2 separate regions of the Zea mays genome follow, and region 2 is linked to region 1. A link is a contact called in public Hi-C data. All regions are on one chromosome and are shown on one strand. The core of a region is the stretch at or near the end of the contact, and the rest is flanking DNA. Distances in the headings are between cores, read along the strand shown.

What was found. A called contact is a pair of places that touch in the nucleus more often than the background predicts.
Region 2: a Hi-C map of bundle sheath shows a contact between it and region 1, with 2.5 times the contacts expected there. The contact joins the promoter of LOC101202727 here to the promoter of LOC103650710 in region 1. A contact is called at or near these places in 5 of 25 Hi-C or Micro-C datasets (bundle sheath, ear, endosperm and 2 more).

The regions. Positions count from the first base shown.
Region 1 is chr3:148,697,852-148,705,514 of Zm-B73-REFERENCE-NAM-5.0, forward strand. LOC103650710 (pentatricopeptide repeat-containing protein At2g26790, mitochondrial) reads right to left here and starts at 2,924. Exons shown (of 4, transcript XM_020550352.3): 1 at 2,574-2,924; 2 at 1-369. The coding sequence starts at 314.
Region 2 is chr3:148,916,230-148,923,892 of Zm-B73-REFERENCE-NAM-5.0, forward strand. LOC101202727 reads right to left here and starts at 2,877. Exons shown (of 2, transcript NM_001279534.1): 1 at 1,259-2,877; 2 at 441-1,158. The coding sequence starts at 2,877. The coding sequence ends at 447. LOC103650711 reads right to left here. Exons shown (of 12, transcript NM_001324272.1): 6 at 7,622-7,663; 7 at 7,241-7,478; 8 at 7,087-7,155; 9 at 6,206-6,325; 10 at 6,048-6,123; 11 at 5,882-5,919; 12 at 5,287-5,627. The coding sequence ends at 5,552.

The DNA of each region.
Region 1 (7,663 bases), core at 1,674-4,173:
TCTGAGTAGGTTGAGAAGTCATGGTGAAAACCAAGGCTATGTGTATCTTTAAAGTAGGTGAATGCAACTGCAGGTTTCCTCCTTAAACAGCGGAGTGTCTGCACAACACTGTCAGAGCTCAAAGACCGGTGCCATTTCTGGATAGGCTCATTATCAGGAGCAAAGTTCAGCTTTTCATCACCACTTGAGTCATCACACTGAACAGAAGCGGCGATCTTAGAGTAGGGGCAAGCAACTTCACAGTGAAAAGGCTTCCTGCGCCTGAAGCATTCAGCAGTACATTTGGTCCACCGCCACAGGATCATTGGAGACATAAATATTTCTGCTCCTCCTACGACCCATTAGCCATCACTGATATAAGAAATATGCCTGAACCAGAAAAGAAATAGACAAAACATATCAAAATTTTCAGGGAGTTCCCATTACTGAACAGGCAAACGTATTATTTGATTTCCATGCTGATTGCACATAATAGCTAAACCCAAGAGATTATTGGTCAAGAGACATGACTCCTTATGAATTCATTCATGTGTCTCCAAATAATAATGTTACACAAAACCAGCAAAAAGTTAAAACCACCAAGAGCCTTCTCTTGTAACTGAGGAAATTAACTACTTTGCAAATTTGCAGAACCGGCTATTTCCTGCATGCAGTGGTTGGAGTATTAGAATCCTGGCTAACTCACAGAAGTCCTTAGAGACCAGCCACACGAGAATTTTGTTAAGGTAATTAATAGTTACAGATAGAACACCATTTCTCCATGAAGAGATTCTTTACAAAGGGGGTGATACAGATGCAAAGCATGTATATCTAACATTGAAACAGGGAATTGGTCTTCCAGTATGGTGACGATGTACTAGAAACGTTTGAGAATATGTTCTTATGGCCATAGCACAACTATAATCTCTGCACACCCAGGCTAGAAATCTTACTAGCATTAAACTAAACCCGTGTCCTTGATGTACATCGACCATTTCTTGTGGAATCTTCCAGTGAAGAAACAAGATGGCCATGGTCGTTAATATGCCGCGGTGAAACAAATTCGGTATAATTCAAAAGTAACACTAGGAACTGACCTCAGAGCATCTCCAACAAGAGCCCTAAACAGGGTCCTATTTTGAAATATAGGACTCTAAACATGCTTCAACAGTGACCCTATTTTACAAAAAATCATCAAATGACTATAGGGCTCGGTCTCTCAAGTCCTAAATATAGTACCTCATATACTGGAGCCCTATCCTTACTTTGTAACTATGCCTAACCTTTTTATTTCCTAAATAACATGATTTATTTTCTAATAATATGATATAGGGCTCAACTGTTGAAACCGCAAACGTTTTTGTGGCCCTAAACAAATTTAAGGGAGTGTTTGAATGCACTAAAGCTAATAGTTAGTGTCTAAAATTAGCTGAAGACATTCAAACACCCTAACTAATAGTTCAATTATTTAGCTATTTTTAGTAAATTAGTTAATAGTTAGCTAGATATTTGTTAGCTAACTAATTCCGCGATTTTTTAGCCAACTATTACCTCTAGGCTCTAGTGCATTCAAACACCCCTTTAGTAAATTAGCTACTAGTTAGCTAACTATTTGTTAGCTAGCTAATTCTACTAGTATATTTTTAGCTAACTAACTATTAGCTCTAGTGCATTCAAACACCCTCTAAATCAGGTCCTATTTTAGTTTTGAAGACTCAAATATAGGACTTCTTGTTGGAGATGCTCTCAGTCTTAATCTGCACGAGGACACTACAACACCGTGTTCTGCTACCAGTGCTACCTGATCAGACAGTAATAGTTCTAGAAATCATGCTATATCCAATTCTTTTAGAGTGGATATGTAGACAGTGGCCGGGTGTGCAAGCAATCAAGCAAGCGATACGTTTACAGGGAGCTTTTTGGAACGCCGGCATTCCCATGTCTGGGCTTCGTGAAGTAAGTACTCCCAACGAAGCATTTGGAATTCTGTTATTATAATAGGCTGCTCTTTGTATTTCTATTATCCTTGACGTTTTTAACCATGCTGGACAGTCATCTACCGCTGAACGGCCTGTCATCACACGTTTTGACTGAGCTGGCCCGTTCCCGTTCTTCTTCCAGAACGGATCAAGCTCACTTGCTCCTCGACGGCAATGGATCCGCCGTCGGACCCGAAGCCGATCATCCCCCTCGATGAGATCGTCAGCGACTTCGAGGGTGTGCTCGCGGCAGACTCTTGCCTCACTGCCCCAGCGCAAGGTGTGCCAACTCGAACTTCTCCCTCACCATTGCAGATGTGAACAACTCCTGGTTGGATTCACCGCTAGAGCCCGAGGTAATCCCAGTGTTCCCTCCCTTGTTCCCTCCCTTGTTCCCTCTTTAGCATTTGCACTTGGTAAATGAGTTGTATTTAATCAGTGAAAGTGATGACGAACTGCCATTGATTTGAAAACAACAGAAACAATACAATTCAACCAAATAAAATTGCTAACAAACATAGTTTGTTCACCACTTAAAACAATAAAGAACTGGCATCAAGATCCTATTTCAAATGACAAAGTAATTTTAGGATCGACGAAAAATGCATATCATACATCACGACGCAGAGGTCTAGGAGCTTTCTTGGCAGCCTCGGTGTTCGCCTTCTCAGCTTGAACAATCATCTCCAAAGCCGTCGCACTAGCAACGAAGGCGGCTTTGCGAGCAACGACCCTTGCACGCCTGGCTGCAGCGAGCAAATCGCTTAATCGTCCGCGACCACAGGACCTTTGCCCGACTCCATGACAACGGGGAAGAAGCCACAGGCGGCGAGGAATCAAATGGGGAGACGAGCAGAAGGGGAAGAAGGAAGAGCTCAGGTGGAACCCTAGCGTACCTCCGGTGTGGGACCTGGACTGTTTTGGAAGAAGAACGGGAATGGGGCTCCTACGGGGCAGCTCAGTCAAAAACTCAAAACGCGTGGTTATAAGGCTGTCTCCAGCAAGGTCCTCTAAATTTAATCCCTTAAGGTCTCGTTTATTTCCTTTCATTTCAAGAAATTGGAATCATACTAATGAAATAGGCTATTTTTTAGAATATGATATTCCACCACTTTCCAAAGTTATCATATAAGTCTATCTCAAATTCATGAGGTGAAAGATGAAAATTGATTCTATAAATTTACATGTTATTTTTCTGATGTACGACTTATAGCACACTCTTCTAATTGCTTCGCTATGACATAAATGTAGTATATAACTATCTCTCATATGATTTTGGATAATATACAAATATATTACATATATAAATATATGAACTTAATTAGTTTTGTCTAAATTATAATTATTAAAATGGAATTCAATTCCAACGAAACAAACGGGCCATAAAGGAAATTGCATTTGTCCTTTACAGCACTCTCTAAAAGATTCTGTACTCTATATCTTCTTCATCTTCAGCAATATCCCCTAAATTCCATCCTCTATATCAACAGTGTACTAATTTAACATTCTATATTATTTTTTACTACTCGTCACCACGTGAGCGTACAGACACAAAAAGGTGTACAGTGTGTAGAGCACCCTCTACAGATAGCGGACGCATGCCATCCTCTAAATTTTAGAGAACGCTTTAGAGTTCCTTGCTGAAGGGATAAAGGACCTGACCGTCCCCTACATTTAGAGTACAAGACCCTTTACAGTCTCCTGCTGGAGATAGCCTAAGCCTGCCGTTTGGTTTTCTGGGAAGGGATGCATGAAACAATTACTAGCTGGATCTTTTCTCCAAATTATATAAGTTTTGATTAGCCGGAACGATTCCAAACTTATTCCTGGACAAACGAACAAACCTAACAGTAGATGACTGTCCAGCACGGTTAAAAGTAGCAAGGATAATAAAAATACAAAGAGCAGCCTGTTATAATAACAAAATTTCAAATACTTCGTTGGGGTAGTTATTTTACGAAGCCCAGACATCCGAATACCGACGTTCCAAAAAGCTTGTTTACAGGACAGGGACGAGCGGATGGAGGAGTTGGGCGGCGGTGCAACGTGCTGTTCATTTTGAGAAAAAAAAGGAAAAAAAAGTCAGCCTAGCTGGCCGCTATTAGGCCGGCTGGCCGAGCAGACCAGCCAGCGGCAGCCAAAACCTACGCGCAGGCAAAGGACGGAGGTCAGACCGAGCAAGGAGTTGCCCAGGTAAAACTCGCGTGCGGAGTTGGGGGCGGGCGACGACGCTCCACTCCTCTCCGGTTCCCACGGAACTGACGCTGAAGCTTGCGCATCTCGCATGGATCCGTCCTTGGCGGCTGCCCTGGTCAGCTCCCTACATAAGGGAAGTGGATCCCCTTCTCCTGGACTCTACGGTTCCATCCAATCCACTGTTCCAGCGAGAAATCCTTCGATCTGCTCGATTCCGGGTGTCTGGTCTCGTCCGTATCGTCAGCTGTCTGTTGTTCTCGGTGGTGGTGGTGTGGTGTTGTTGATGCTCCGTGCCTTGGTGTTGCTCGTTGATTCTCTGGTCTCTATCCACCGTGGTCTGGTGCTTGGGCTCCCTGCTGCGCGGTGTTCCTCTTCTCGGGCTGGTGTCGTGGACGTCTCCTTCGGCTCCAGCAGCGACTCTAGTATCTCCGTCAACCTCCCGCCGTGCAGGCCCGGACGTGGGCAGCGGAATTGGTTTTCTGGGACAGAACCTTGTGCTCGCTGAGCTAGTCTTCCCACGTAGACAATCTACGTGCTGTGAGCCTGTGAGTTACCCGTTGCATCTCTATATTTATTGAGTAATTTTATGCAATTTGCTAGTATTATTTACTTGGATGTGATTGCACAATTTGTGGGCAGAGTTGATTGCTCGATGATGATAGCGGTGTAGTGAGACGTCGTGACAGTCTGGGTTTTAGTGTGTTGTTATTTTCAGCATTGATATGATTTGGTAAGATAGGATTGTCACGTTAATTGAGGATCTTTGATCACCCTTTAGCGTTGCAGGGCTGTCTAGTGCAGCAACTCGCTATTTTGAGAGCAATATTTTAAGATAAACAATTATGTTTATATGCAACTTCTGCCTTCTTCATCTGCAAGCCATGTTTAATTTTGAAATGGAACTGAGTAGCTATGTTTCATGTTTCCATTCACTGGAATTGCTACTGTTCATTGCTGTTATAATTACATATGGCATTTATCTGAGTTATATACCTGTTTTATTCGGAATTAAAATATTTAATATATTTAAATTTGATGAAAGCATGTCACTTATTTCTCTAAGTTTACAACAATCCAGAAAACCAATTCTGACGCCCATGAAGAAGCAAATGACTCTCACTGAGTTGTCAGTTGCGATAAATGTGGAAGAGCGTGCAAGGTCCAGTAACAAGTCATCACAGCAACTCCAGGCTCACGTTGTTGAGAAAGGTGAAGATAGAAAATTCCAGAAGAAGAAGAAGAACTCTCCACACAAGAATCTGAATGAACTTAAGTCCAAAAAGATGAAGAAGAAAAAGGAGGATTTTATCTGCTACGTTTGTGGTGTTTCCGGGCATACAACTCGGAGGTGCAAACTTAGGAAGGGAAAAGGTCCTCCACCTCAGCGCAAAGAAGAGAACGTGGTGGTTAACTCCACCCCAGGGTATGCACCTCAGGCCTTTATGGTAAGTCCATCAGATGACTGGTGGATGGATTCTGGTGCTACTATTCATATTTGTGTTAATCGATCCATGTTCTCTTTATTACAGGGATACAACAGCGCACCAGTCTTGATGGAAATGGTGTTCCGGCAGCAGTTCGAGGTACTGGACAGGTCTACCTGAAGTTAACTTTAGGAAAGACGCTCATGCTGAAGGACGTACTCTATGTGACCTCGATGAGCCGGAACCTCATATCAGTGTCGTTGCTATGTCGACAGGGTCTCAAATTAGTGTTTGAGTCTAATAACGTGGTCCTGTCTAAGTTTGGTACTTTTGTTGGAAAGTCATGAGTCAGGTGGTTTGTTCCGTCTTTCTGTTTTGAACAATCATTCTTCTTACCATGTTAATGTGGTCTGTAATTGTCGGGGACCATAATTAGGGGTACCCTCAAGGCTCCTAATTCTCAGCTGGTAACCCCCATCAGCACAAAGCTGCAAAGGCCTGATGGGTACGACTAAGCCAGGGATCAGTCCATTCGACGGACTCGATCACGCCTCGCCCGAGCCCAGCCTCGGGCAAGGGCAGCCGACCCCGGAGGATCTACGTCTCGCCCGAGGCCCCCCTCCAGCAACGAACATACTTCCAGCTCGCCCGAGGCCCAGTCTTCGCCAAGAAGCAACCCTGGCCAAATCGCCACGCCAACCGACCAAATCGCAGGGGCATTTAATGCAAAGGTGGTCTGACACCTTTATCCTGACGCACGTCCTCCAGTCGACAGAGCCGAAGTGACCGCAGTCACTTCGCCGCTCCACTCACCGGCCTGACAGAAAGACAGCGCCGTCTGCGCCGCCCCGACTGCTGTGCCACTCGACAGAGTGAGGCTGACAGGCAGTCAGGCCCGGCCTCAGGCACCATAGGAAACTCCGCTTCGCCCGACCCAGGGCTCGGACTCGGGCTCAGCCCCGGAAGACGGTGAACTCCGCTCCGCCCAACCCAGGGCTCGGACTCGGGCTCAGCCCCGGAAGACGGCGAACTCCGCTCCGCCCGACCCAGGGCTCGGACTCGGGCTCAGCCCCTGAAGACGACGAACTCCGCTCCGCCCGACCCAGGGCTCGGACTCGGGCTCAGCCCCGGAAGACGACGAACTCCGCTCCGCCCGATCCAGGGCTCGGACTCGGGCTCAGCCCCTGAAGACGACGAACTCCGCTTCGCCCGACCCCAGGGCTCGGACTCAGCCCTGGCCTCAGCCGACGATCTCCGCCTCGCCCGACCCAGGGGCTCGGACTTGACCTCGGCCTCGGAAGACAGACTCGACCTCGGCCTCGGAGGAGCCTCCACATCGCCCAACCTAGAGCACGGACCAACCACGTCAACAGCAGGCGCCATCATTACCCTACCCCAAGCTGACTCCGGCTACGGGAAACAAGACCGGCGTCCAGTTTGGCTCGCTCCGCCAGACAAGCAATGATGGCGCCCCGCACGCTCTATGACGACGGCGACTCACAGCCCCCTTATGGAAGCAAGAAGACGTCAGCAAGGACTCGACAGCCCCGACAGCTGTCCTTCCGCCAGGCTCCAGCGCTCCTCCGACGGCCACGACACCACACGAACCGGGTGCCAAAACCTCTCCGGCTGCCACGATGGCATATACTTAGGGCGCTAGCTCTCCTCCGCTAGACACGTTAGCACTCTGCTACACCCCCCATTGTACACCTGGATCCTCTCCTTACGCCTATAAAAGGAAGGACCAGGGCCCTCTTACAGAGGGTTGGCCGTGCGGGGAAGAGGACGGGGCAGGCGCTCGCGTGAGGCCGCTCGCTCCCCTCCCGCGTGGACGCTTGTAACCCCCTACTGCAAGCGCACCCGACCTGGGCGCGGGATAAACACGAAGGCCGCGGGATTTCCACCTCTCGCTCTCTCCGTCTGCCTTTTCCCCCCTTCGCGCTCCGTCTCGCGCCGACCGATCTGGGCTGGGGCACGCAGCGACATTTAACTCGTCGGCCCAGGGACCCCCCGGTCTCGAAACGTCGACAGTTGGCGTGCCAGGTAGGGGCCTGCTGCGTGTTGACGAACAGCTTCCCGTCAAGC
Region 2 (7,663 bases), core at 1,627-4,126, 220 kb after region 1:
ACCAATCGATAAAGTCCAAAGACCAAAATTTGACGTATGCTTCTAGTAGCACAATATTCTCTTTGTTGCTTTTTAAACGAACTTGTATTGGTGAAGCTCGAAATCTTGAACATGTTCATACCGCAGTCTTGATTCGGTCGCATAGAATACACCGCTTGTATTTAGGTCCAAAAGAAAAGACCATTGTCCCCATAGACACTTGGCATCACACGTTGTAGGGTTTGTTCCTGGTCGTTTCACTTGACGACACAGACTATATATACAACACCGTGTATCAGCCTGTGGTATCCAGCTACAGTGGGGGTTGAGTAACTTAATTAAGCCATGCATGCAGCGTCATGTGCACCGGCAGTGACCTAGCTTGCCCCCAACGGAAGCCATGTCAGGTGCTCGCGTCAAGCAATAGGTGGGCTATGTCGCGCTTTTGAGCCTTGGGTTGGTCATCATCACCAGTAACCGCCACAGGAACAGGAACCGTCTCTGAAGCGATGGAAGCGAATCGCGTCTCGCAAGATTATCTCTCTCCTCTCACTCTTGGATATCAGCTCCATGGTCGAGTGGCAGTCACGGCAAACTCTCAGGTTCTTCATCACTCGGATCGGAGCTGATTGCGGCAAATGGATCATTCCAAATGCCACAGCTAGTTTTTCGCTGTGGCAACCCGCCAAATCCTGCTCCCTGCTAGAGATGCCCGCCACCTTGGAAACCATCTCTGCCACTTTTCTGTATATTGCTTTGCTCTCTGGATGGGACTTGTCACCGGCAACAAAAGAGTGAACTCCAGAGCTCAGCTCGATCCAACTAAGACCAGGCTCTTTCTTCACGCCTCGCTCTTTCATCAGATCTCGAGTCTTTGAAGCCGAGGACAGCTCGCCAGCATCCAGATACATGTTGTAGAGAATTACGTAGGATGCTGAGGAAGTGGGCTCCAGATCCATTATCTTGTCCGCCACAAGTTGGCCTCTCTCCATGTCTCCGTGGATACGACACGAGGCCAGCAAAGACCGCCAGACCACAGCATCGTCATGGAATGCTGAATCCCTTATGAAAGCCTCAGCATCGGCTAACCTCCCGGCTCGTCCAAGAAGATCAACAACACAGGTGCAATGCTTTATGGTTGGGCTCAATCCATATTCATCATTCATAATTCCATAATACCTGCATAAGATCATCAAAGGAGAATGTATGAATATATAGAAAGTTGCACTGGAAAATTGATCGAATGCTCTGAGATGATGAAATGAAATTCTAGTCTTACCTGAGTCCCTCATCAACCAATCCTCCATGACTACATGCAGTAAGGATGCTGAGAAAAGTGATCTCGTTAGGCGGTGCCACCTTCGCATCCAGCATTTCATTGAAAACGCATAAAGCATCCCTTGCACAGCCATGGTGCGCGTGGCTTGATATCACCGCGGACCAAGAGACAACATCACGCGATTCCATCTCCTGAAACCTCCGGGTGGCAGCATCAACATCCCCTGACCTAGCACACATGTGTATGAAGGAATTCCCCATGGCGGTGAAGCGGTTAAAGCCAGACTTTACAGCAAGGCACTGGATCTGCTCACCGGTCCTTGCAACAGCTAAACTGGCACATGCGTTCATCACGCTCGACATCGCGAAAACATCAGGTCTCAGTCCACAGCGTACTGATTCTTGGAACAGCCTCAGTGCCTCCTCAAAAAGCTCGTTCTGAACGCACCCTGAAATCACTGACGTCCAGATGACGACGTCCTGCTTAGGCAGGGATCTGAAACACCTGTATCCGTCCTCCATGCAACCAGAGCCAGAGTACAAGTCAATGAGTGCGCTCCCGATATAGACATCGCCTTGGAAGCTGTGCTTGAGCACTTGGCCATGTATCTGTTTCCCGAATCCAAATTCACCGGCCAGGTTACATGCACGCAGGATACTTGAGAATGAGAACTCAGAAGGCTGCATCCCTCGGCTCTGCAGCTCTGAATACAGGCCCAAAGCTTCTCTAGCGACGTCGGCTGCTTCCTCACGACAGAATCCTGCAATCATCGCATTTAAAACAATCACATTCGGGTCTGGCACTGACTTGAAAAGAGCAACCGCGTTGGTCAAGGCGCCTCTCTTAGCGTACATGTCGATCATTGCGCTCGCGAGGAACAGGTCGGCGTCCAGTCCAGCCTTCACCACGCACCCATGAACCGCCTCAGCGATGCGCCCTCCTCCGACATCACCAGCAGCAGCATAAGAAGAGGAGGAGGCACAGCACTTGATGATGCTCCCAAGCGCGAACGAGTTCCACCCCAGACCATGCCGGCACATCAGAGAGAACACCTCCAGCGTCTCCTCACGTGCACCGGCACGGACGTACCCGGAGAGCAGCGCGTTCCACGAGACGTCGTCACGCTCCTCGGCTGCATCAAACACGCGCCTGGCCTCGCCCATCTCGCCGCACCTGGCGTACATGCTGGCGACCGAGTTGGACAGGAACAACCCGTTGCCGAGACCTCCCAGGACGACCATGGCGTGCACGGCCTTCCCCGTCCTCACGTCGAGCGCCCGAGAGCACGCGGCGAGCGCCGCGGCGTACGTGAACCGGTCGACCACCCTGGCCCACGCCCGCGCGCGCGCGAACGTCGCCAGGGAGAGGGCCGGGAGTCCCGCGCGGGAATAGGCGACGATGACGAGGTTGTAGGAGACGGCGTTGCGGCGGGGCATTTCGTCGAGCAGGCGGGCGGCGTGGAGTGGGGCCCCAACCCCGAGGCGGCAGTAGGAGGCCAGGAGGCAGTTGCGGAGGAAGAGAGAGGCGTTTGGGTGCGCGCGCGCAAGGTGGGCGTGCACTGCCGCGACGTGCGGTAGCGCCGCGCAGGAGCGGAGAAGGTGGAGGTAGAAGGCCTCCATGGACGCCGGCGATGGAGCAGACCGATAGTAATCTACTGCTCATCTTTGCACGTTACTGGCCATCTGGCCGCAGCCGCCCCATGGCCCCCCTCCCAACTAGGGATTGTGCGGGAACAAAGGGAGGCAGATGATTGCTCAAGAACGGGGACAAGCGAGAGGCGGCGGGGTATCGCCAGGGGAGAGGCGGGGCGGGAGACCCTTGCCTCGTTGGTTTACGTCCGATTGCACCCGGAATCGTTCCAACTAATCAAAGTTTATACTCCCTCCGTTTCTTTTTATTTGTCGCTGGATAGTGCAAGGGAGTATAAATTAGAGAAGCAATCCGGCTATGAATCGTTCCGACCCATCAAACTGGTGAGTCGGCGGAGAGACTTTGATTACACGCGTATGCACAATCAAGTGAGTGTCTTCGTTAGGGCTTGTTCGGTTATTCCTATATTAAATGAGATTGAATTTTTTTAAGATTTTGATTTATTTGAAATTTAAATCACACTCAATTTCATCCAGTCTATGTGGATTGAGAGCAAAACGAATAAACTCTAACGAACGTGTGAGATTGACCATCCAAGATCCTATTTAAAGAAGATGTATATGCAAGTTCAAGGCAGGCCGTGTAATCAGTCGTGTAAAATACTATTTTGCACTGTAGATAACATTGTTTTTATAGTGAAGTTTGAAATAAAGAGCGAGATAAAAAATGGGATAATAAGTCTGCTGGAGATAGTCTAAACGTCGTCGACTAGAACGGTCCTATCCTAACTTCTGACCTTAAATCAAACAACATCTTAAACCAAACAACCTTATAAGCTTATATAAAGGATTGTCTTATCCTATTCTGTTACATCATTGCAACCAAACACACCATAAAATAATTTCAATTTCATTCATAGGCTAGAGACATTATTACCAGCTCTATATGTAAATAAACATACGTTCAGTTTTATGTGCTCTTCGATTCTTCGATGCTACTTGATTCTTTGATGGAATGGTTTTACAGAATGATTCGTTGGAAGAGCTATCTTTCCCAGTTCTTTAGTCTTGCCCTTTGATTCTTTGATGGAATGGTTTCATAGAATGACTCTTCGATGGAATGATTATATAGGATTCATAAAAGAGTAGAGTAGAGACCTAATGAAAATTAATTACCAAATATCTAACTTCATGGCTCCCAATATAAATAGAGAAGTAATTCCCTCATTCTCACTTAGACCAGTTGACATTTCGAGAATTTGGGTAGCCGAAGACATTCTGCGCATTTAGGTGATTAATAATGAGTGTGTTTGGTTTAACTTTTGGATGTCTTTTGTCTGCTAAAAACCAAACCAAAGAGCCTTAAACAGAAACCATTTTTTCAGCCGACGGCTTTTTCACAGTGCAAAATTAAAAGCACGTCTAAACTTTTGAATGAAACTATACAACTATATATAGACCTTTTGGATGAAACTATACAACTATATATAGAAGATCTTTTAGTAGCTTTTAGCGGCTTCCACCAAATGGTTTTTAGGTGCTGTTTGGTTCACCCAGTGGAGCGGTAATGAAAATGTAATCAGGTCTCACTGCTAGTGATTACCGTGTAACAATTGACGCCTTTTGTTTGGTTGCTAGCTGGTAAGGTAGGAGTATCCGAATGCGAGGGGTTCAGAGCACAGAGCGGTATCGACTTTGTATACAGCGGTATCTAATTACGCCGTGACTGGATCACTAGAGGGTCGAAACAAACACGAAGCAATGGAATACAATACGGTTCGTAATCGAGTACCATTACAATATCCAAACCAAACGCCACCTTAATTTTTTACAGCTCATAGCAGTTTTTTTCACACCTCATAGCAACTTTTTTCACAGCCACAGCTCTACCAAACATACCCTAATTCTCTTAAAAAAAAACTGCAGCCCTCCCAAACAACCACACCTGAATCTTTAGGAATGGTTGCAAACGGCAACTAAGCTTTAGGAAGGGTTGCTTGCCAACCCGAGCTATAGAATCGGTTGATTGGTCATACAAAGAGACACCTCATCACTCACCACGTGTGCGTTAGTGTGTGTGTATATATATAAACAACAGAGATCAATGAGTTACAAAGTTACAGCACTCCATTCTAACAAATGAGATCAATGAGTTTATGTTAGCAATGCCACTCGATCTGAAGAAAGATCGTGGGTCAGAGCAACAGCCAACAGGCTGAGCATGGGTTGGCAAAATGGAACTTTTTTAAAAACAGATTAGAAAACAAATTGTAAGCTGCGCGTGGCACATGCGTCTAGTCTCAACTACATAGTGACGCATGCACAAATTGGTTGATCAATAGATTCATCTTTCATACGGTGGCAATGCTGAGGAACTCTATCCAACAAAACAAAATACATTCAACATATCCACTTCAGACACCAATTAGCAGAAATAAGTTCAGAACTTCAAAATACTTGGGGTACAATCAAAGTACACAAGCCAACACAGCAGATAATTCTGTCTAGGGTAGACCACACAAACTAGGGCGGTCGACCAGGCATGTTGAGCAGATCCGTTTGGAGCATTGCTGTAGCGTTCTCTCATCTTCTCCTCGAACCAATACTTGAACTCACAGCAAGTCACAAGCACAGGCAAACGATACAGATAGAGTCAAGGGATAAAAGGCTTTACCTGCCGCATACACAATGCCACGGGTTCTTTCTACCTGCCGCGTCTAGGGGAAGGTGAACTGCTGCTGCGGCTGTCACTGGAGACGCTTCTTCCTGCTCTAGGAGGCCTGCAAACGGGAGATATTTTCAGTTATGGATGGAATACTCTTGGTATATTCAAAAACACCAGAAAAAACATACTCCATCCCAAAATATAATTCGTTTGACTAAACAAACATTAATTAATTAATCTACAAATGTAGTTTGTATTTATGTCTACGTTCATTATCATTCGGATGAATGTGGACGGAAAAAAAGAGTGCCAAAAGGAACTATATCTTAGGACGGAGGGAGTATTACAAAACAAATACATATATGTTACTTTCTAGGGCTGCGGCTCCTTGATACCCTCCTTGGCCCCTATACAAGAAACATGTTTAAGCACTTAGTAAATCAATATTACAAGGCATGACCAGCAATAGAAGCAAAGAAAACAGCATTACTTTGTGTTTGATGCTACAAAAATACATATTAGTTGTAGCACTCACCTTTCTTGGTGGTGGAGTAGGTGATCGAGAATATGATGAGTCTGACCTACCACGCCTCAATGGAGGCCCTCGTCCCCTGCATTATACAAGAGAATGGGAATTGACAGGGTGCAAAAGAGGCAGTGTCAGCTGGTAGATTTCGGTGTCAGACCCACTACCTTCTTGGAGAAATTGATCTGGAGCGGGAGCGAAGGGGTCGGCGAGGAGGAGAGCGACTGAAGCGACGTGGAGGTGGTGGCCTTCTTGGTGGGCTCCTCAACCGCCTTGGAGGTGGTGAGCTACAGGAGGGGTTGAAGAAAGGAATGAGCACAGTTGCTATACATAGCGACTTCAAAAAGTAAGGAATGGACACAGCAGTTAAGCAGCAGAATATGGAGGGAGGACTAAAAAATCGACAGAACTTCAATACGAGCCCAAGATGTGAAAAATAGAAGGGGGAAGACAAGTATCCAAATACTAAAAGCGTAATAAGTTCAGAGCTTAGAAATCAATCACAAGATCATGCTTAGAACAGTCAGCAACTAATTATAAACATGAGATACATATACATAATCCACTTGTGTTATCTACAAAAAGGTATATCTAATCCACAGCTATGAAATATAAAATAGAGAATCAACATCAACATAGCCTTTTAGTCCCAAGCAAGTTGGGGTAGGCTAGAGTTGAAACCCAACAAGATGTCACCAAAAGGGGAAAGAGATAGAAAGGGGAGGGAAAAGCTTTTGAGAGCACTAAAAGGAAAAAGGCCTAATCACGGTTCGGGCACGTGGATAGCTTCTTTCCAAGCACTTCTATCCAAACACAACTCCATTGGGATATTCCATTCCTTCAAGTCCCTTTTGATTGCCCCCTCCCATGTCAAGAGAATACTTGATACATTTAGCAGGGATATGGACGTGTAGTCCACAGCTATGAAATATAAAATGGAGAATACTACATAGTTTTAGCACATCAGGGAAGTGCACAATCTGGTCACCTTTGTATTAAAGGGCACTGCACAGAAATGGTAAAGAGAAACAGGCTCAAAGAAACTCACCGCCGCCTAAGAGGCCCAGGGGAGCGCCTGCGTGGTGATGGGCTACCACGCCCCCTCCTAGGTGAAAGACTGGTTTGAGAAAATAGTATCAGCAACTCCAGTGATCCATTCACATATCTTATAAATTTATAGAAGTTATTTAAGCATTGATTACCGCATCGGTGACCTATGCCTCCTAGGTGGTGGAGAAGGAGAACGCCTTCGAACTGGAGATGGTGGTCTCCTGCGAGGTGTGTCACCACGTCTGACAGGAGAAGGATCTGGTCGGCGACGTATAGGTGGAGAATCAGGACGGCGCCTAGGTGATGGGTCAGGTGGACGCCTGGGTGATTCAGCCCTTCGATTTGGAGATCGTTTCCGTAGAGGTGAAGCTGGTTTCCTTCGTGGAGATGCTGCAGACAAGTGTGAAGTATGCAAACAATTAATTCATCATAGAGCTGAACATGCACCTTCAGGGAGCAAGTTCCTTGATACAAGCAGAAGTAACAAGCGAACAATAAGGAAGATTATATAGTTTCGAAGTTCAGAAGCGTACATTCCTTAGGACGCTGCTGGGCATCCTTTTCAGCACTGCTAA